2 separate regions of the Mus musculus genome follow, and region 2 is linked to region 1. Evidence: chromatin contacts called from public HiChIP or PLAC-seq data. All regions are on one chromosome and are shown on one strand. Each heading gives the region's core, a stretch centred on a gene start, on an enhancer-like site or on the middle of the called end of the contact. The rest is flanking DNA. Distances are from core to core; before and after follow the strand shown.

Region 1 (4,694 bases), core at 1,605-4,104:
CTTGGGTGGCTGAGGTAGGCAGGCAGAGTTCTGTGAGTTCAAGCTTAGCTTTGCCCATATAGAGAGAGTTGCAGGCTGGCCAGTGCTACATAGTGAGACCTTGTCTCTGAACAGACAGTCAGACAAATAGACAAGCAAACCCCAAAATCCTGCACAGAGAGGGACAACTCCCTTCTAGTTAACAGCCTGGCAGCACCCTGCTTAAGTTCCCCACTACCCTACAAACCTCCTTTTACTGGGGCTGGAGAGGTGGCTCAGCCTACCCTTGGAGAGGACCTGAGTTCTGTCCCCAGCACTGATGTGGTGGTTTGGGACTTTCTGTAACCCCAGATCCAGGGGATCTGACTGCCTCTTCTGGTCTTCTTGGACACTAGGCATACATGTGATATATTTATACACATAATTTTTTTTTTTATTAAAAGACTTAAAAATCAGCCGGGCAGTGGTGGCGCACACCTTTAGTCCCAGTACTTGGGAGGCAGAGACAGGCAGATTTCTGAATTCAAGGCCAGCCTGGTCTACAGAGTGAGTTCCAGGACAGCCAAGGCTACACAGAGAAACCCTGTCTCGAAAAACCAAAAAAAAAAAAAAAAAAAAAAGACTTAAAAATCTATGTCAGCTAAAGTAAGCTCTCATTTCCTAAGCAACGAAAGCGAAGGATTTGGTAGATACAAGAAAGATGAAGAATCTCACCTTTTCCTTTCCTTTGTCCAATATTAGAGTGTAGCTGGTATGGATCCTCCCACATGGAGAGCTCCGCTCTACCACTGAACTCTATGCCCAGATTTGGATCGCTGCTATGCCCAGCTCTGCCTGGCAGCAATGGCTTTACTATAGAGCAATCACTGTGTTTGCAGGTGACTGAGCCTAGCAGTTGTTTCTAAGCAATGCCCACTATCAAATACAGATCTGCCGTGTTTGCTCACAGCTCGCCTCCTACTCCAGTTTCCCTCTGTGTACACACAGGACGTCTGGCAGCTCAGCCGGTTAAAGGCGGTGCTTCTCATCAGATGTGGGAGACGGAAGACAATGGGTTGGTGTGTTCTGCATCCGAATACTCTGGAAGGTAAAGGAGCAAAGGAGTGGCCTGTGGGGACAGCTTCCTCTCAGCTGCAGAGTTGGTGGGACACACACAGACCTGGAGTCCCTAGCAGGGGAGGGGGAAGGAAGGAAGGAAAGGATGAGTTCCAAGACTTGTCAGAGCTAGAAGTGTCAGAAGCAGAAGAAGGGAGAAAGTAAGAAAGAGGGAAGAGAGGGAGGGAGGGAGGGAGGGAGGGGAAGGGAGAGAGTATGAGTCAGTTTAGAAGCTGACATTAATGGCCTTGGTGCCTGTGCAGAATATAGAGTCACTACCAGGGCAGGGAACAGAAGAGACTGAGCAGGCTTGGGGGAGGAGTAGAATGATCAGTTCAATCTAGGACATTTGTTTATTAGTTCCCTGGGCAGTACTAGGTGGCAGGTACCGTGACAGGAACAATCTGTTAAGAACAACCATGAAGTGTAAAAACAAGGCCCCCCACTCCCATGGAGCTTGCATTCCAGAATGGGACAAACAGTTTGAATAAAACAGAGTGAGTACACGAGCCCACATGGAGTCACCGAAGCCATGTGATCAGGGTGCTGCCAGGGCAACCAGGCAAAGCCCAGCCAAGAGCCAGACCTGGAGGTAAGAAGATGCCAGGCTCACTGTGGCAGTGGTCCAGGATATTTAAGGGGAGGAGCGATCTGGGTCGCTCAAGTCCGAGCATCAGCGCACACAGTACAAAATTCACACTGCAAAATACATACCAAATATAATGCTATTTATAGAAAGATCAAGAACACACAAAACACTAAGGGTAGGCTAGAGGAGGGCAGGCTGTTTAGGTGACGTGTTTTTTTTTTTTTTTTCCTATTTAAGCTCAGAGCTGTGAGATGTAATATGTAATCACCATACATGTTTATACATGGAAATATTACAGAATGAAATTCTTAAAAAGATCGGGAGCTCAGGGTAAATGTACTTGCAGCCAAATCCGACAACTTGAGTCCAATTCCTGGGACCCGTGAGGCATGGTGGCTCATGCCTTCAATCACAGCACTCAGGAGGCAGAAGCAGGTAGATCTGTGAGTTTGAGGCCAGTTTGGTCTACACAGTAAGTTCCAGAACACCTAGAACTACACAGAGAAACCCTGTCTCAAAAAACAAGTCAATTCCTGGGACCTGCATGATGAATAGGCAAAACTGACTCCTGCAAGCTGTGCTCTGGTCTTCACCATTAGACAGTGGCATGTGTGAACCCATGACATCCCTTAAAAACACACAATAAAAACCACAAAAAACAGCTGGGTAATCTCAGCACTGGAGAGGCAGAGGCAAAAGGATCAATGTGACTTCGAGGTTATCTTGGTCTACATAGAAAGTTCCAAGGTGCTGGGTAGTGGTGGCGCACGCCTTTAGGCCCAGCACTTGGGAGGCAGAGGCAGGCGGATAAAATGTGAATTTGAGGCCAAGCTTGGTCTACATGGCAAGTTCCAGGCAGTCCAGGACTGCAATGTAAGACTGTCTTAAAAAAAAACAAATCACACACACATAAACATAATTTTAAAAAGAAGAAAAAGAAGAAGAGGTTTGGAGCATAGGGCATGGTTACACACTCAGTTTCCAGCCTCTGAGAAGGACCAAGCAGCTTTGACCAGTTTGCTGGTCATCCTCTTATTATCCTGAGCAGCCCTTCGGGGCCTGATCCCGCCCCGCGTTGCACGACCGCCACGCCCACATCCACCTGCCGTCCAATAGGCGTACGGGATCCGGGCCCACACCTCCGCCGCGCCGCGCCCCGCGACGTCACGGCCCGGCCTCCGCCACGTGACGGCCGCGCGCTAGGCTCTCTGCCTAGCGGCTGGAAAGCGCCGCAGAGGCCGCTGACTGGCCGGGCGCGACGCCGCGGAGGGAGCCGGGCGCCTGGGCCTCCCGCGCGCATGGGCGCGTCGGCGGCTGCCTGAGGAAGGCAGCGAAGCCAGCGGAGCTCAAGACCTCGCGCGTCCCACGAGCGGCTGCGGCGGGCCGCGGAGCCGGCGCGGCCATGGCGACGGGCACTCAGCAGAAAGAGAACACGCTGCTTCATCTCTTCGCCGGCGGGTGAGTCTGGGGCCCGAGCTGCTCTCGCCTCAGCCCCGGCCTTCTCCCCCTGCGTGCCGTGGCCTTGGGAATCCGCGTTTCCCGTCCGTCGCGGACTGGGGTGAAGCCAGGACGGGCAGCCCAGGAGGGTCGTGGCTTCGGCGTCCCCACCGCGGGGTCAGCCGGCACGGCGGCTTTCCACCCGGCGCGTCCGCGGTCCCATCCCCCACCCACCGGCCGCCTCTCGCCGTATTCTCCTTTTGAACAATTCCTGGCTGGTGTGACTGTCACCAGGGGCGATCGCGCCGAGCCCCTGTGGCTCCGGCCTCCTGGCGTTTTCCTGATCACGCTGCGGTCACTCACCGCTGCAGAGGTGCGGATGCTGGAGGTCCCGGGGCAGCTAGCCCAGGAGGTACTGCGCTGGGTCAGAGCTGCGGGCAGGTGTCGCAGGGCAGCCCGTGGCCTGCCCTGCGGAGTATGGGGGGTTGGGGGGGAACGGATGCTGGTCTGCACCACGTGGGACGGTAAATGGGGACCTCGGAAGGTTGGTCAGTGCTAATCGATCCTAAAGCACCTTTCAGTGATTTTCAGTGGAGGAACACATCATGATAGGAGGATACAACTAGGAGCTGAATTAACCCCCTAAAAAAACGAAAGTTTGGGGTTTTCTTTTTTAAATAGTATTTTTCTTTTCCTTTTGTCATAGCTGCTAGTGGCTTGGGACCCTTTTGGTGCTGGTTTTTCAAACTATCTATGGAGCTGTGTCCCCAGCCCTGGGGTCATGAAGAGCTCTTTGAGATTTAGCCCAGCTATTTAAGTTTTACATAACATGCAGCGTTTTTCCTGTGTTATCATCTTCACTTGAGAACTATAACTGGACCTAAACAGTTCCATATACTAGAAAGTAATGGTTAATGAAAGGGTTATCCAGAAAATAACGGTGATGAAAGGGTTTCTGGTGCCTTGGTCCTTTTACCTGGCAGGCTGGCAGTACCTTTCACCCGTCAGATAGCTTTAATGGTTGTGCCTAGGCAGGAGGAATTTCTTGTTCATCCATTTCTGTCAGGCCTTCATTCCTCCTATCCATGTCTTCATTGGTATTAACCTTTGAGAGTAAGCCTTAGAAGGCACCCTCACTTTATATAAATGTGTCATCCCAGGGAACTTAAAGTCTGTTAGGCATATTTTTAAAGCCAAGAGAAATAAGTTTATACTCAATGGGTTGTTTTGTTTGTTTGTTATACTTTTTCTTTTCTTTTCTTTTTTAACTGAGTGGTCTCTTATGTTGTATGTCTGCCTGCTCTTAACTGGGGGAGTTTCAGAGTGGCCTGTGTTGAGGCTCACTACTATAGTTGATGACCCTGTCTGGATGGATTTCCCTGCACACCCTTCACAGTGCCCTCTGGCTGCCAATTCCAGCCTCTTACGTGCTGATAGAGAATACTGCAATGGGCAGTGAGGCTTGCGGGACTCATTAAGAGGCAGGGAGTTTATTAGTGCTGTGCCTGAAGCAGTGGTGTTTAACAAGTTCTGGTTCCTTCATTAGCCATTTAAGATCTCTGTGCTTGCAGATGAGAAAAGAAATGAACCCTCA
Region 2 (4,960 bases), core at 379-2,878, 47 kb before region 1:
GCTGGGGTCCAATGGCTGGGAGGTTTGGGCTGTTGCCTAGGAGATGCTTAAATATTGGCCTCGAGTTATGATGGTAAAATAAATGAGCAGGAGCTTGGGGAGCGCCAGCTCGCCTCGCCAGTGTTCCAGATCCTGGTCAAGGTCTGCGGACCAACTTGGCACAGCTGTAGTGAAGGCTGTAACCCTCTCCTTGGTGGATGGAGGGCAGGCTAGGGTTTCAAGATGCCTGGATGTTTGGGATTCCATGTTGGATGCTACATTTCCTGTCTTAGCGGGCTCTGCTAAAATTCTAGTTCAAGGTCGTAAGTAAAGACCACAAATCCACAGCCTGGGAAAAGTGTTCTCTCTCTCTTTCTCTCTCTCTCTCTCTCTCTCTCTCTCTCTCTCTCTCTCTCTCTCTCTCTCTCTCTCCCTCCCTCCCTCCCTCCCTCCCTCCCTCCCTCCCTCCCTTTCTAAGGAGAGGATATGCATTATGGCTGCCAGCAGACACCTTTACTCCCAGGTAAGAGTAACAAGGCCAGGCTCCCTGGGACCTCGCACGAGTCTCAGAAGCAGAGCACAGAGTGTGAATGAGGGTCCTGGGTCCCCACCTCAGCACTGCCAGCTGACACATCACACTCCAGGGCAGGAGCTGCAGAGACGGCTCAGCAGTGAGGAACACTTGCTGCTCTTGCAGAGGACCACAGTTTGGTTGCCAGGACCCAAGTCAAGTGGCTCACTACCACCTCTAACTCCGGTTCCAGGGGACATAACACCCTCTTCTGGCCTCTGTGGGCACTGGCGTTCGTGCACATACCCACACACATATACAACTTGAAAACAAATCAATCTTCAAAGAAAGAAAGCCAGGCGGTGTTGGCACACACCTTTAATCCTAGCACTTGGGAGGCTGAGGCAGCTGGATCTCTGAGTTTGAGGCTACAGAGCAAGTTTCAGAACAGCCAGGGCTCCATGGAGAAACACTGTCTCAAAAAACTATAAGCTAGAGAGAGAGAGAGAGAGAGAAAGAGAGAGAGAGAGAAGGAGGAAGGAAGGAAGGAAGGAAGGAAGGAAGGAAGGAAGGAAGGAAGAAAGAAAGAAAGAAAGAAAGAAAGAAAGAAAGAAAGAAAGAAAGAAAGAAAAACAGATTTTAAAACTCAAAAATCTAGAGACTGACTCCAGCCCCTCCTAGACCCAGGGCAGAGTGAGGATCCTGGCCCAGGGTTTACAGCAGACTCGGTCTCAAAATAAATTCTTAGTTTCAGACTGCTCCTATTCCAGGATGCCCTTTGGTTCAGAGATGTAGAGCCTCTGGGCCTCAGTTTCCCCATCTGTAAACCATCATTTTTTACAGGCAAGAGGCAGGAGGGACTGAGTCTTGCAAAGCTGATCCCAGAGTGCTTGCTCTTTGCAGCTGCAGCAGCTGCGTAGCTTGTATTCCAGAGTTTATGATCCCATTGCCCTCTGGGAAGTGGAAACCATTCACCTCGCCCCAAAAGCATCTAACGTCTTGGCCCAAATGTCTGCTTGTCCTGCTTGTTGGCCCGAGTGTGCAGGGGAGGGGTGGAGACAGCTCCCTCTGGGCAATGCTGAAGCACTGGGCGGTACTGGGAGGCTTGCTGAGTGTTTGACAACCAGCATGAGGTCACTGCCCGCCTCCCTCTGGGGTGTGATGTGTCAGCGATGGCCATTGGCCTACATGCCATGACTCAGGGTGGTAAGCATTCCTCCTGAAAGCCTCAACCCAACCCTGCTGCTGCCTTCCCCAGCTGCAGACTCTGCCCTCTCCCTCTGGCTCTGTCCTTCCAGGGCTCCAGCCAGGAATGCTAGGCAAAACACTATGTCAGCTTGAGTGACTACCCTTGGAGACCCAGGGTGTTCCTTGTGCTACCTGGGTCCCCTGCAGGGTCACAGGCTGTTCCCTGAAAGCTCACATAGATGCCTTGATGTTGCCCACAGTGTCCTCAGGAATGGTGGCACAGGCGATTCTGGATTTTAATGAGCATCTACTGCGTGCTCTAAGGCAAATGCTTGAGAGACAGCAATCTCCCTCTCAGGAATGCTGCCACCAATCACAAATTACCATAAACTGGGTGTCTGAAAACAACAGAAAAGTATCACTTCCCATCAAGCCAGAAGGAAAGAATCGAGGCATCAGCAGGTCTGTGTTCTTTGCGACACGCGACACTGCGGGGTTGGGAGGAAGCTATTCTGGCCTCTCCAGCCTGTGGAAGAACAATTTCCTCAGCTATATTCTCCAATCTCTGGTCTCAACTGGCCTCCTCTTCTCTCTTAGCCTCTGGGTCCAATCCTCTTCATAGGAAGACATCAGGGATGGGATGTAGAGGTCACGCAAATCCAAGATGACTGCATCCGAAGCTCTCTAGTCACATCTGCAAAAGCCCTACTCCTGAAACAGGTCATTGTCATAGACAATCTTGTGTCTTCCCTCAATATCAAAATGTATAAATAAACAAGCCAGCCACAATTTGCCAGGTGATCCCAGTCTCACTTGGTAGCTGGCTGGCAATCGCAGGTTGTCTGATTCTAATCGTAATTACTAAACTCTCAGACCACCTATCACAATATAGTCGGGATGTCTAAGAGAGGGTTAAAGAGGCAGCGTAGGTCAGACAGGCAGTGCTGAGTTGGAAGCAGAGCCAAATGCAAGCTGAACAGGTCTGGGGGCGGCGGGGGTGGGGGTGGGGGTGGGGGACAGGGGACGGTGGGATCTGCAGGGGACTGGAAGGCTCGGAGCCATCAAACACAGGGTCAGCTTGAAGAGGGCTGAGTGCTACAGGCAGGAAGCTGCATTTGAGCAGGAGACCAGGCTGCAGGCAGGAGGCCTTTGCTGCAGTAACTTTCATGGACCAGTGACTCTAGCACGCATGCACATTTGTCTCACCTCCCTCTCCCCCCCCCCAACCCCTTCTCTTATAATCCTGGCTGAGGGCTTCCATCTAGCAGGAGTGAAAAACACCTGTGGCTGTGGTTTCTAATCTGCTTAGGTGCAGCCTTGGGTGTTAGTATTTACTGGAATTACCAATCTGAGCTTCCTGGGGCTGGTGCCAGAAGCCGATGGCAGCTTACTGCTTTACAGTGCGGAGTAGGCCAGGCATGGTGGTGGTAGTGTATCCCTTTAACCCCAGCACTTGGGAGGCAGAGGCAGGTGGATTTCTCTAAGTTTGAGGCCAGCCTGGTCTACAAAGGCAGTTCTAGGACAGCCAGGGCTACACAGGGGAAACCTGTCTCAGAAAAGAAAGAAAGAGAGAGAGGGAGGGAGGGAGGGAGGGAGGGAGGGAAGTAGAGAGAGAGAGAGAGAGAGAGAGAGAGAGAGAGAGAGGTGGGGTAATTTCTTTCCTGGTACTTATACTGAAAATGTAGCTTAGACCAAGGATGATGCTTTAAAATTTAAGATTCATTTTACTTTTTTTTTTTTTGAGTTTTACGCTCAGGAATACTTTTGCTTGCATGCAATATCTGGGCACTATGTGCATGCCTGGTGCCTTTGAAGGCCAGAAGAGGGCACAAGATCCCCCTAGAAATAGAATTACAGATGGTTGTGAGACTTCATGTGGGTACAGAAAGTCAAACCCAAGACCTATGGGAGAGCAGCAAGTGCTCTTGATCATGCAGCCATCTCTCAACCCCTATTTTTATTATTTTTATTTGTGTGTGTGTATGCATGTATGTATGTGTGTGTATGTATGTGTGTATGTGTGTATGTATGTATTATGTATGTATGTATGAGTATATGTATGTGTGTATGTATGTATTGTGTATGTGTGTACGTACGTATGTATGTATGTACGTATGTGTGTATGTATATGTGTATGTATGTATGTATGTATGTATGTGTGTATGCATGTATATGTATATGTATGTATGTGTATATGTGTATGTATGTATGTGTGTATGCATGTATGTGTATATGTATGTATGTGTATGTATGTGTGCATGTATGTATGTGTGCATGTATGTATGTGTGTATGCATGTATGTGTGTATGTATGTATGTGTATGTATTTATGTATGTGTGCATGTATGTATGTATGTATGTGTGTGTGTATGTATGTATGTATGTGTGTGTATGTATGTGTGTGTTTGTGTTGTGTGTGTATGTATGCATGTATGTATGTATATGTATGTGTGTATGTGTGTGTGTATGTGTGTGTGTGTATGTATGTATGTGTATGTGAATGCCAAGTGTATGTGTGTGTATGTGTGTGTGTGTGTATGTATGTATGTATGTGTATGTGAATGCCAAGTGTGTGTGTGTGTGTGTGTGTGTGTGTGTGTGTGTGTGTGTATGTGTGTGTACGCCCAAGGGAGTCAGAAGAGCACATCAGGTCCCTTGCAGTTGGAGTTAGAGGGAACCATGGACTTCTCACTGCCAGTGCTCTGGAAGAGCAATATAAACTCTTAGTCACTGTCATCTCTCAAGCCAAAGACTGTTGCTTTATAAAGTGAATTTAGCCCAGAGTGGCCCCAGCCTACTGATACGTCATACAGTAGAGAGGAGCTGGAAGGAGGCCCAGCTCAGTCCCCCTGTCCTATCCTGAGCTTCTAAGAGGCCTTGAATTGTGGGTCACTGCAGCTGTGACTCTCCCATCCAAGTACTAACCAGGCCCGACCCTGCTTAGCTTCCGAGATCAGACGAGATCGGGCGCGTTCAGGGTGGTATGGCCGTAGACCAGCTGTGACTCTCAATACCGCTTTGACATCTAAGGAGTCAGAGGAGGAGGTGGCCCATCGAGAGTCCCTTGGCTATAGGTGGGGAGGCCAGGATTTGAACCTGGATGGGATCCTCGTTCTGTCTCCTTCAGAATCCACACCAGAGAGGGTTTCAACCCTGCCACCATCTGACAGGGCTGAAAGTGGGAGGAGCTATCAGCACCCAGAAGCTAGGGGTGGTCCCATCCCTGAATCTTCCTTTCTCTTTAGGTAGGACACAAGACCTCAAACAGATCTTATAAAGCCAT

Evidence for each region. HiChIP or PLAC-seq counts read pairs in DNA pulled down with a chosen protein or histone mark.
Region 2: a contact with region 1 is called in a FOXA1 HiChIP or PLAC-seq map of pancreatic cancer cells. The contact joins the enhancer-like site here to the promoter of Slc25a33 in region 1. A contact is called at or near these places in 1 of 15 datasets of contacts at CTCF or cohesin (large pre-B cells), 5 of 115 datasets of contacts at active chromatin or transcription factors (bone marrow-derived macrophages, embryonic stem cells, heart atrium and 1 more) and 1 of 9 other capture datasets (adipose tissue).

What each region holds. Positions count from the first base shown.
Region 1 is chr4:149,772,427-149,777,120 of GRCm38.p6, reverse strand. It overlaps Slc25a33 (solute carrier family 25, member 33), which reads left to right and starts at 2,854. Exons shown (of 7, transcript NM_027460.2): 1 at 2,854-3,121. The coding sequence starts at 3,066.
Region 2 is chr4:149,817,444-149,822,403 of GRCm38.p6, reverse strand. No RefSeq gene overlaps it. Among named protein-coding and RNA genes, the nearest start is that of Gm42354, 29 kb to the right of the region's middle. Within about 2 kb of position 1,628, at least 109 of the 459 cell types and tissues checked have an H3K27ac peak or open chromatin away from gene starts, as enhancers often do. A contact at or near this core is called in adipose tissue, bone marrow-derived macrophages, heart atrium and 1 more, where this site is marked.